Linked DNA regions of Mus musculus: regions 2 and 3 are each linked to region 1. The links are chromatin contacts, called in public promoter capture Hi-C maps. All regions are on one chromosome and are shown on one strand. The core of a region is the stretch at or near the end of the contact, and the rest is flanking DNA. Distances in the headings are between cores, read along the strand shown. Region 1 holds the start of Slc30a7 (solute carrier family 30 (zinc transporter), member 7). Region 2 has its middle 17 kb from the start of Amy1. Region 3 holds the start of Amy1 (amylase 1, salivary).

Evidence for each region. Promoter capture Hi-C pulls out the DNA fragments that hold promoters and counts their contacts.
Region 2: a contact with region 1 is called in a promoter capture Hi-C map of liver, with 4 times the contacts expected there. The contact joins the enhancer-like site here to the promoter of Slc30a7 in region 1. A contact is called at or near these places in 4 of 39 promoter capture datasets (the C10 cell line, cranial neural crest, liver and 1 more) and 3 of 115 datasets of contacts at active chromatin or transcription factors (the 230-238 cell line, embryonic stem cells and large pre-B cells).
Region 3: a promoter capture Hi-C map of hippocampal neurons shows a contact between it and region 1, with 9 times the contacts expected there. The contact joins the promoter of Amy1 here to the promoter of Slc30a7 in region 1. A contact is called at or near these places in 3 of 39 promoter capture datasets (hippocampal neurons and liver) and 1 of 115 datasets of contacts at active chromatin or transcription factors (large pre-B cells).

The regions. Positions count from the first base shown.
Region 1 is chr3:116,005,363-116,008,848 of GRCm38.p6, reverse strand. Slc30a7 (solute carrier family 30 (zinc transporter), member 7) reads left to right here and starts at 1,443. Exons shown (of 11, transcript NM_023214.7): 1 at 1,443-1,714; 2 at 1,914-2,015. The coding sequence starts at 1,635. Extl2 (exostosin-like glycosyltransferase 2) reads right to left here and starts at 552. Exons shown (of 5, transcript NM_001163514.1): 1 at 312-552.
Region 2 is chr3:113,589,627-113,593,435 of GRCm38.p6, reverse strand. No RefSeq gene overlaps it. Among named protein-coding and RNA genes, the nearest start is that of Amy1, 17 kb to the right of the region's middle. Within about 2 kb of position 2,390, at least 4 of the 459 cell types and tissues checked have an H3K27ac peak or open chromatin away from gene starts, as enhancers often do. A contact at or near this core is called in liver, where this site is marked.
Region 3 is chr3:113,572,584-113,576,141 of GRCm38.p6, reverse strand. Amy1 (amylase 1, salivary) reads left to right here and starts at 1,380. Exons shown (of 11, transcript NM_007446.2): 1 at 1,380-1,538.

The sequences.
Region 1 (3,486 bases), core at 194-2,693:
AACAACAACAACAGAGTAGCCTTTAAAAAGTAAATGCTACTAATTGAGAATATTTGCTTACATGACAATAATGGTCCAAGAAAGGCAAAGACAAAAGAGACATGTTTGTCCTAGAACTTATAGAATCAAGCCGTTTGTTACCAGCAGTTTTTAAAGAGGAACATTAAAAAAAAATCAAGATCTATTTTCAAAAATCTAAATTACAGAATAAATCCTTCCTACCCACAAAGTTCCAAGAACGAGGGCAAAACAAGCAGAGGTCCCAAATGGAAAGATAAAATCAATGAAAGAGAATTTCACAGTTGCCTCACCTCTAGTGCAGAAGATTGCAGCGGGGCCAGCGGGTTTATTTGCAGCTTGGTTAGCATAAATCGAAAGGAGAGTCTCCTTTGCTTGCCTCTTTTCCACCCCTTTCCTAAACCGGGCTTCCAACCTCTCTGCCCGTCCAATTGATAACCTAGGAAATGCGCCGCCTGCAAAGTGAGTGCCTGGAGCAGGGGACAGTTCCTGAGTGGCCACCCCTCCCTCGCTTTGGGTGACGCTCCACTTCCTGTTAGGCAAAAAGGCTTTCCCAAGAAGCTCGGTTTTGTAGTTTCCAAGCCACCTCCCCAAACCAGACCCCCTTTCCGGGTTTCCCCTTCTAGGTAATAACTTTTAATCATTCACGTGATCGGCCAGCTGACCTTGTCTAAACAATCCCCTAGAAAGATGCTGGAGAGTGTCTCTCTAGCCAGCCCAGGCCCACAAGGCTCATCCCCAGCCTCCCACCCAACAGGCTTGTATCTGCACCTCCTGAAATGGACCATAGTGACAGCTACTGTCTTGGGGGTGACAAGGATGCTAAAGGAACCTGTCTGCGGTTGCCTTCAGGGCTACAACCGAATGAGGTTGCAGGGGAGAAACAGCAAGAAGCGGACCTCAAGGCCATAGTCTATGGCCCTCTTCCTAAAGGACGTTTTAAAATACCTTTAAGTGTTTCTTTTGCAAAGCACTCAACGATCGCGTCCCGCGTGACGGTTTCCGCGGGTGGGGGTGGACTCCCTTAGCGTTGACCTCGGGAAGCCATTCTCGCACATCCCGTGCAGTGGCGGCGCAGCACGTGGCCGCCTGGGCTTTTCAGTGATGCTGCCTAAGGCACAGCGGGGATTTGAGGTCCTTTAGGGGGTTAATGCTGAAGGAGCAGGAGCGGGCTGCACTGCATCCGGGGACGATAGTGATGGGCGATCTGGGTGGGTGACAGCGGGCCCTGAACCAGTCAGCCACGTCTGCAGAGAGCCAGCAGGGGTATCTTTCGTGAGTTCAGGAGATAGGACCCCTAGCTCAGCTAGAGATAGATCCCCAAGCTTTCAGCTCGGACTTTCCGCAGCCCCCAAGCCCCGCCTCCTCCCCGTAAGCCCCTCCCCTGCCGGAGTCCCCGCCCCCGCCTCCCGCTTTCCCGTCCCAGGACGCGTTGCGCGGCCCGGGCCGGAAGTCCTCGAATTCCCGGGTGTGTGTCTGTGTCTGTGTCTCGCGGCGGTGCCGCGGCGGTCAAGCGCTTTGGGGTCCGCGTTTGAAGCGTCACCGCTGTCACTGCCGCCACCATACCGAGTCACTTCTAGAGGGACGGAGACCCGGCCCTTCGCCGGGTGGAGAAGATGTTGCCCCTGTCCATCAAGGATGATGAATACAAACCACCCAAGTTCAATCTGTTCGGCAAGATCTCAGGCTGGTTTAGGTGCGGGGTGCTGTGATTGCTGGGAGGGGGCTGCCCGGGATGCTGAGACAAAGCTGGGTGCTAAGGATGGCCTGAGGTCCAGCATGGGAGCGTCACCCTCCTGCTGTGGTGGAACGAGCATGCGGACTGGGTGGGTTTTGAGGGGTCCCCGCAACCCCCTTGGCTCCTGCTTGCTTCTGATCACCTGTATCGTGCCCAGGTCCATCCTGTCGGACAAGACATCCCGGAACCTGTTTTTCTTCCTGTGCCTGAACCTCTCTTTCGCTTTTGTGGAACTACTCTACGGCATCTGGAGCAACTGGTAACCAAAGGGGAAGATGATTGGGGCGGAAGCAGAGGGTGAGGGAGACAAGCCACTATTTGCTTAGTGCCACGTAGCTCCTTACCGGCAGGTTCACGTCTTACCTTTGCCACTACCACTTTTGCTGAGTTGCTCTCAGCGTACTCTCACCAAAAGGGAAGGGCTGCAGTTCTAAGATCGGGGACTCTCATTTCCTGCAACTCCATTAAACAGAACTGACAAACAGGCCCCCTCCTCATATTTTTTTTTTACTTTTTTATTTGGCAGATGCAATGAATCTCTTTAACAGCTTGCCTTAGCTATGCCTCAGGAAAAATGAGAGGATCCTGTTAGCTAACCTACCTGTGGGTGTGGCTTTTTTTTTTTTTTTTTTTTTTTTTTTTGGATTTCACTCCTAAGATTCTGAGAGAGAAAGATCTGAATGGCCCTGTTAAATTTATGATTGCCTTTGAATGACTTTTGAAGAGGTTTGTGAAGAGACCGTTGGCAAAGCATATGCCATTCTCTTTTCCAGTGAAACTGTCTTAGGATTTTCCTTGTATCTTTACTGCAGTAGAAAATCCCATACAGTTTTCTGAGAATGCCATTTTGACTTGAAGGCTTTGGTGTCACCTTTGGGCTTTTTTGTTTGTTTGTTTTTGTTTTATGGTGTCAAGATTTGGGTCGAAGAGAGTCCGGTGTCGCTAAGGAAGTAAAGTCACTGGAATTTAAGTATTTGCTGTGGGATAACTTCTGGGCTTGTGAAACTGCTCTGCAAATAACAGAATGAGCACACTTCTGAAGTGTGCTAACTCCATTTCTAGATTTTATTCCCTTCTAAGAATCGATAAAAGAGGGGCAGAAGTTGAGAGTGCTCACTGCTCTTGCAGAGGATCAGGATTTCGTTCTCAGCACCATATCTGGTGGCTCACAACTGCCTGTAACTCCAGCTTCAAGGGTCTGACATTCTTTTCTCCACCTCACAGGCACATGCACACATGTGACAGACACAGAAAAACAGAGACGTACAGACAGACACACACATGCAGGGATAAAAACAAAATGTTAAAGAAAGAGACTCTATTAGAAGATGGGGGATATAACTCTCCCAGGATCTTTAGGCGAGTTACATAGGATTGTAGATTAACCTGTGCCATTTATGGTCTATTTTTGTTACTTCTAGTAAACTAACTTGGCCTCTGTCTTTTAAAATCCATTTTCAGAGGGGTAAAAGATCATAGTCTTTGGACTCTAACTCTGCTGTATTTGAGCAAAGTAATTGTTTCAATCAAGTTATCATGGCATCTGTTCTCTGGCGTACACCTTTGATCCCAGCAATTGGGTAGCAGAGGCAGGAGGATCTCTGTGAGTTCGAGGCCAGCCTGGTCTATCTGTTCCAGGACAGCCAGGACTAAGAGATCCCTGTCTCAAAAAAGAAACAAGCAACAACAAAAGCCCCCAAACAAAGCAAAACCTTCAGTAAGTAGTAAAT
Region 2 (3,809 bases), core at 1,141-3,640, 2.4 Mb after region 1:
AAAAACTTGTTTCTTTTAAACAGGGGGGGTGGAGGAGGAGATAGATGAGTTTCTAAATTCAGTGACATCATCAAAATTAGTAACTGAGATGAAGTCAACAAACTATACATATTTATAATAAACAAGATTGAAATAGTAATAAATAGCCTTCCAGCTAAAAATATCCAAAGCCAGATGGATTCACAGCAGAATTCTACCAGACTTTCAAGGAAAATCCATAGCCATTCTTTGTAAACTGTACAAAAACCAGAAAGAGCACTCTGAAATCCCTAAAATGCCATTATCACTTTTAATAACAGGGGACTAGACTAAAACTGCTCAACAAAATACATGCAAACAATATAGAAATACATCAAAAAGTTTATACATTATAACCAAGTTGGTTTTATCCTTTCAATATAGAAATGAAAAAAAAATACTCAAATGTACTAAACTATGTAAATGAGCTTAAGACAAAAATCAGATATTCATACACACAGAAAAAGAATTTGACAAAACCAATAGGCTTTCATGATAAGAGTTTTAGAAAATACGCCAAAAAAGAAGTTATACATGAAAGTCCCACAACCAACATCATCCTAAAAGAAAAAGCTTGACGCAATCCCACTGAAGTTAGAAACCAAACCAAAGACTATCCCTGCTCCCTTTCAATACTGGGTTATTACTATCTAAAGCAATAAGGTATGTGAAGAAAATTAAAGAAGTACAAATATGGAAAAAAGAAATTGTTGTTTGCAGAAGACATGATACTATACAGTAACGATTCCCCAAATTCTGTTCAAAAACTTCCAGAAAAGATAAATTCAGCAATGTTGACAGGATACAGAATTAGCTTGAACAAATCAATAGCTTTTGTATACCCCACCAACAAACAGGAGATAGTGTACATACTTCTACTCACAGAAGCCTTAAAGAAAATAAGAATAGACCTAACCAAAGAAGTAAAGAACCTCTATAATGAAAATTTCAAATATGTGAAGGTGGAGAGAAAGACACTAAGTGTATGAGTTAATAGACTTAATATTTTGAAAATAACTATTTTACAAACATTAAATTTAACCAGGACAATTGCCATTTTTTTTCATGGGCATACAAAAAAATGTACTCTTAAGATTCATTCGGAAACACAAAATAGATAAGATAGCCAAAAGAATACTGAACAAACCCAAAAAGTCTGTGGGGATTACCATTCCAGATTTTAATACATTTTATAGAGCTATAGGAATAACAAAACAGTGTAGATATGTCGGACAAAATTGAACACACAAACATGAGTCCACATAACTTCAGCCATTTAATATTTATAAGCCTGAGTAAAGGAAGGATCTTCAACAAATGATGCTCAGAAAACTGGATGTCTGGATAAAGAATCAAATTAGACCCATATTTGTTACCTTGCATAAAACTTGATTTAACGTGGGCTAAATACCTAAATCAAATCTGAAAACTGAGTACTCGTCATGATATAGGTGTAAAAAAGGACTTTCTAAACAGTACTCCCATCTGGCTTTGAATTAAGGCCAACAACTGACTAATGGAACTTCAAAAAAATAAATTTAAAAAATCTGCACATACAGCTAAAGCCAAATAATCTACTAGGTGAAGCAGAAGCCACCAGAATTGGAGACAATCTTTACCACATACACATCAAAAAATTAATATCCAGAATATAAAAATAACAAAGTAATAATCAAATGACTTACTAAAAATGGGCTTGAGACTGTACAGAGAGTTCTCAAAAGAAAAACAGTTCAAGAACTACATAAAAAACTGTTCATCAGTACTTACAATAATATAAAACCAAAACTGATATTTCACGTTAACCCAGTTAATGTAGCAAAGATCAATAAAACAATGAATACTGGAGAGGGTTGAGGGAAAGGAGAAGCCACGTTCATTGTTGGTGAAATTGAAAACTGAAGCTGTTGGGCCTCCAGGGGCCCAAGTGTTGAGGAGGCGATCCCCAGAAACACAGCTTAATGACAGATCTCTGCAATGACGAGATTTTTATTCCGACACGCATGGGGTTGCTCAGCCTCGCAGGGAGAGTCAACCCCATTTGACAAAAGTACAGCTTTTTTTAAATACTCTTTGAAAAGGAGGGGCTTTTACAGTGATACCATTATTGGCTAGCAAAGCAATAGTATATTTTTAATTTTAATGATCAGCTATTGATGTGCCAGAAAACTTTACCAGCAAGGGTAGGACAGTATGTGGTTTATCTCGGAATTCAAACTGAGGCAGGGTTTCCTCTTTGTTATAGCTAATTTTTAAGAACAGCTAATCTTGCTCCTGCAGCTGTGGTCATCATGATTTCTAGTCAGTCCTCTCAGATGGGGAAGGGCCACCATGTGGTATTGAACTATTGAACTTGTTTAAATTGGCAGGGAAAGGGAAAATTCCTCAAGCAGCAGGTGGGAGGGGGAGAGAAAAGCTTCTGCAAACAGCTTTGTTGCCCATTAGCCAAGCTAAAAGCTGTATTCAGAGCAGTCACTATGAAAAGCAGTAAGGAGAATTATCAAAGAGCCCAAAACTAATGTAGTATATGACCTAGCTATACTACTACTTGGGTTTTTGGGTACATGCCCAAAACATGACATCATATTCCATAATGCTCAACTACTCATGGTCATTGCTGCTGTATCCAAAATAGCTAAATTTCTTTCAATAAGGAATGGATAATGAAAATGTAATTCATATACACTATGCAACACTATTAAGTTATAAGAAAAATGAAATAATGTATTTTGCAGGTAAATGTATGAAATCAGAAAAGATCACATTGTGTGAGATAATCCAGACTCAGAAAGACGTGTCACATGTTCTGTCTCTTTGGAGTCAACCCTCTCCAAATCGTTACAAGTAAATACATATACTGGGGCAACTGCAGAACCAGAAAGTGAGACTAGTGCCAGGGTAGGTAGTTGTGGGTTCAATAGAGAGAGGAAACACAGGATGTAAATGCTGATTGGATAAGTGGCTCTAATTAGGGAGGGGGAAGGGAGACAGGAACAGGGAAGAGGGTAACACAACAACAAGAATATCTGAAAAAGTAACATGGAAACATGCTATTGGCTATACTTTTTAAAAAGCCCTCTAATGTATGCAAGTCTGTGTATAATATACATAGAGTTTAGATGAAAATTTCTCTCGTGCTAATAATGCTCCCTCCAAAACCAAGGACTGCTGTTTTGTTTTGTTTTGTTTTGTCTTGTTTTGTTTTGTTTTGAAATGAAACTGTGAGAATGACTCCCATAGGCTCACATGTTTGAATGAGTGGTTTTCAGTTGGTGGAACTGTTTGAACCATTTAGGAGGCATGGCCTTGCTGAAGTAGGTGTGTTGCTGGGGTTGGATGTTGGGGTTTCCTCATGCAATTTCCTCTCTCTCTCTCTTCTCTCTCCCTCTCTCCCTCTCTCCCTCCCCTCCCCTCCCCTCCCTCTTCTCTTCTCCCCTGTCCCTCCCTTCCCTTTTCCCTCCCTGCCCTCTCCCCCAACTTGTGGATCTGGATGTAAGTTCTTAGCTACTGCTCAGAGCCATGCTTCCCTGTCTGCTGTCATGTTTCTTGTATGATGGTCATGGACTCACCATCTGAAAGTGTATCAAGAACCCTATTAAATGTCTTCTTGTATTAGTTGCCGGAGTCATCGTGTCTCTTCACAGCAATAGAGAAATAACTAGGACAATCGCCTAACCACAAACAACAACCACAAACCAACACCAAGAATGAGAATTCCTTCTTTGATTGTTGGTTAGTGTTGCCCAAGATAGTTCCAATACATCACAGGCTATTATCTCTCTTGTTGCCTC
Region 3 (3,558 bases), core at 131-2,630, 2.4 Mb after region 1:
CACCCAAGAAAGACAAATCAAGATGTGAGCACCTAAACATAAAATCAATCCAAACCCAGATGCTTAGTTGCTAGCATTAAAAACACAATCGACAATAGCCAGGGCAATATGTCTCCATAGAACCCAGCTATCCTACCATAGCAGGCCCTGAATATTCCAACATAACTGAAACAAAAGAAAAAGATGTTAAAACTAACTTTATGAATATGATACAGATTCTTAACGAGAAAATGAGTAAATCCTTTGACAAAATCCAAGAAATCCACAACAGTGTAAAGAAATAAATACAACTGTTCAAGTCATGAAATTGTAAAGAGAATCAATAAAGAAACAAAACTGGGGGAATTCAGGAAGTGAAAAATTTAGGAATTTGAACAGTAACTACAGAGGCAAGCTTCACCAACAGAACACAAGGAAAATCCACTAAGATTACATTTCAATTCATAGCATCTATGCTCCAAACACAAGGGCACCCAAGTTTATAAAAAAAGACACTACTACAGCTTAATCACATATTGACCTTCACACACTGAGAGTAGGAGACTTTAATACCACATTGTCATCAAGGAACAAGCCATCCAGACAAAAACTAAACAGAGAAATACTGGAGCTAACAGGTATTATAAACCAAATGGACCTTAGTGATATTTGTAGAACATTTTACCTACACAAAAGAAAATGCCTTCTACTCTGCACCTTATGGAAATTTCTCCAAATTTGACCATACTGTTGGAAACAGGACATGTCTCAGTAGATATAAGAGTTTTGAAATAATTCCCTGCATCCTATCTGACAACCAGCAACAGAACCAACAGAAATCTTACAAACTGATGGAAACTGAATATTTCGCTACTGAAGGGAAACTGGGTCAAGACTAAAATAAAGACAGAAATGGAGTACTTATTAGAATTCAATGAAAATGCGTACACAGCATACCCAAACTTATGGAACACAGTGAAAGTGGTGGTAAGAGGAAAGCTTATACCACTAAGTGCCTACGTAAGATCTCATACTAGCAACTTAAGAGCACACTTGAAAGTTATATAATGAAAACAAGTAATTACACTCAACAGGAGTAGAAGATGATAAACGCAGACCTAATAATAGACCTTTGATTAAGTGAATTTGTTCCCATTATGTTCTCATTTTTTTATTGATTGAATTTGGCTCGATAAAATAATGTGATCTTTAAACTTATTTTACAAGCCTTTAACCCCTATATTGTATATAAGTGATTTAGAGAAAAAGTTGAAAGTAGAAGAGGTTGTTGTGTATTGAGAAAGCAAAGTGATGAATTATGTTGCAATAGAGGAGGTTATAAAGCAGCAGCCAAGGGAAGGCAGTGGTTTCCAAAGGACACCAGGGTGGTGGTGCCCAGTCCATCATAGGTCACTGTGGAGCTCAGATCACAGTGCTGACAGAATCCATATTTGGAGAATTACATAAGGTTTGAAAGAGAGGATAGTGAAAGGATACGAATTCCTAAAAACGTTTAATCTGGCCTTTTGTTTGAACGAAAGAGAAATTGAAACCAAATGGTGAGATTTCTATTGTTTTGTATTTGACGAATACTAAACTCTAGATTTGGATGGTTGTTGATTTATACAAGTTGATGTAGTAAGTTACTTTTAAGATATATGGTTTTGTTTTTCTTTCATCCCTTTTTGTACTTTATTAGAGGTTTATTTTATTTTTATTTTTAATGGTTTGATCTCTGTTATTTAGGGCTTCAGGGTTTCAAGGTCTTTTGTGGGTTTGTTGACAGATCGTGTTTGCTTGCCCAGCAGCACAGTCTGTACTATTTGTTTTGGAATGAGTACTGAGCCTTGGCTCTAAACTTATTTTAGATATGTGGTAGGCAGACTCGCTAAACTTTGTCTTTCTCTAGCCTTCATATGCAACTTATGCTAAGCTTAAGTTGGTATTTTTTCCCTGTGGGTAAATGACTACTGTTTTGAGAGATAATACAAGGTAAAACTCAGATGAATTATGAATTGTTTTAAGTAAAGCAACTATAACTTGATTACCTTCACGTGAAATATCTTCCTAATACTTTAGAACTTAAAAAACTTAAAATAAAATACAGAAGCTTTCAACACTAGAGATAATGTTAACATGATAAAACTACATGTGAAGATGTGTCATTAAAGAAACTATAATATTTTAATGACATTCCCAGTACATTTTTCACTATAAAGATACTTAACTATGTCTCCTCTGGGCTACTAACTACAAATGGCAAGAATACATATGCTGTCTCTTACTGACCACTGCTAAATAATTTGTATTTTATAATGTCTTATTTTGTCATGAATTTTAGGAAGAATATAACAAGGAAAATAATTTTGTAAATAATTAGTATTTATTTGTATATGCAAACAGGGAGAGTAGAGAAATAATTTAAAATTAACTGTGTGTGTTTTTTTTTTATTTAAGTAGTGTCTTTAAATTATCTGACTTTGATATCCATAAGAAGGGTTTTAGCTAAATGCCTAAATTTATAAAAGCTGGAGTGTAAAGAGGAATCCTGAATTTATATTAGAGTTTTCTCTCTGTAATAGTAACACCTATTTTATAACATTGCTAAGAAACTACTTTTGAGGATATTATGCATAATTTTGTTTTATTTCTTAATATTAGAAAAGATTTTTAATTTTTCTTCTTTCAAATTTTAATTCACATTATGCATATTTATGGAATATCACTTGGCAATTCAATAGTATTCAAACACTATCCACATTAGGGTTGTCAGCATTTCCATCTAGAGTTTTTGATAATCTTGTAATTTTTATCCATAATATATAGGTGAATATAGTTCACAATAGCATACCATATATCTTGTGAATCACTACAGGAAAAGAAATGTAAGTCCCCAAAAGGAGTTATGATGAGGAACAAAAACCATATAATACACACACATACTCTCTCTCTCTCTTTCTCTCTCTCTCTTTCTCTCTCTATCTTTCTCTCTCTTTCTCTCTCTCACACACACACATTATAACAAACAATAATTGGTTTTCATAAGTATGCATTGTATATTAGTATTTTAATAATACAAAATAGTAATAAATATATGCTTTATTGAAAATTGAAATATGTGTACTTCATGAGAGGAACTGATATGTTGTTAGGATGCTATCAAAGTTATATATTTTTATTGCATAGTAACATAATACATATTCATATAATAATATATAATCAAACACACACACATATATATGTATACATACACACACACACATATATGTATGTATGTATAACTATAACTCAAAGCCATGAAAATGTAACAGGTTTAGTCACTAAAGTGCATCCTTAACTCTATTTGATATTATTTTTATTTAGAGTATCTTACAAGATATTATGATCATATTCCCTTCCCTTATATCTTCTCTTAGTCCTATATCCACATTTTTGGTTACGTTAATTGAATAGACATCTTTCCGGGGCCAAGCTCTGAAGATTCTCTCAAACCCTTTCTCATGATGTTCTCTGGAGAGAACATTGTGGGTAATAAAGATGTCCTGTTTAGGGCTGAGCATTCTGAAGTCCCTATTCTCA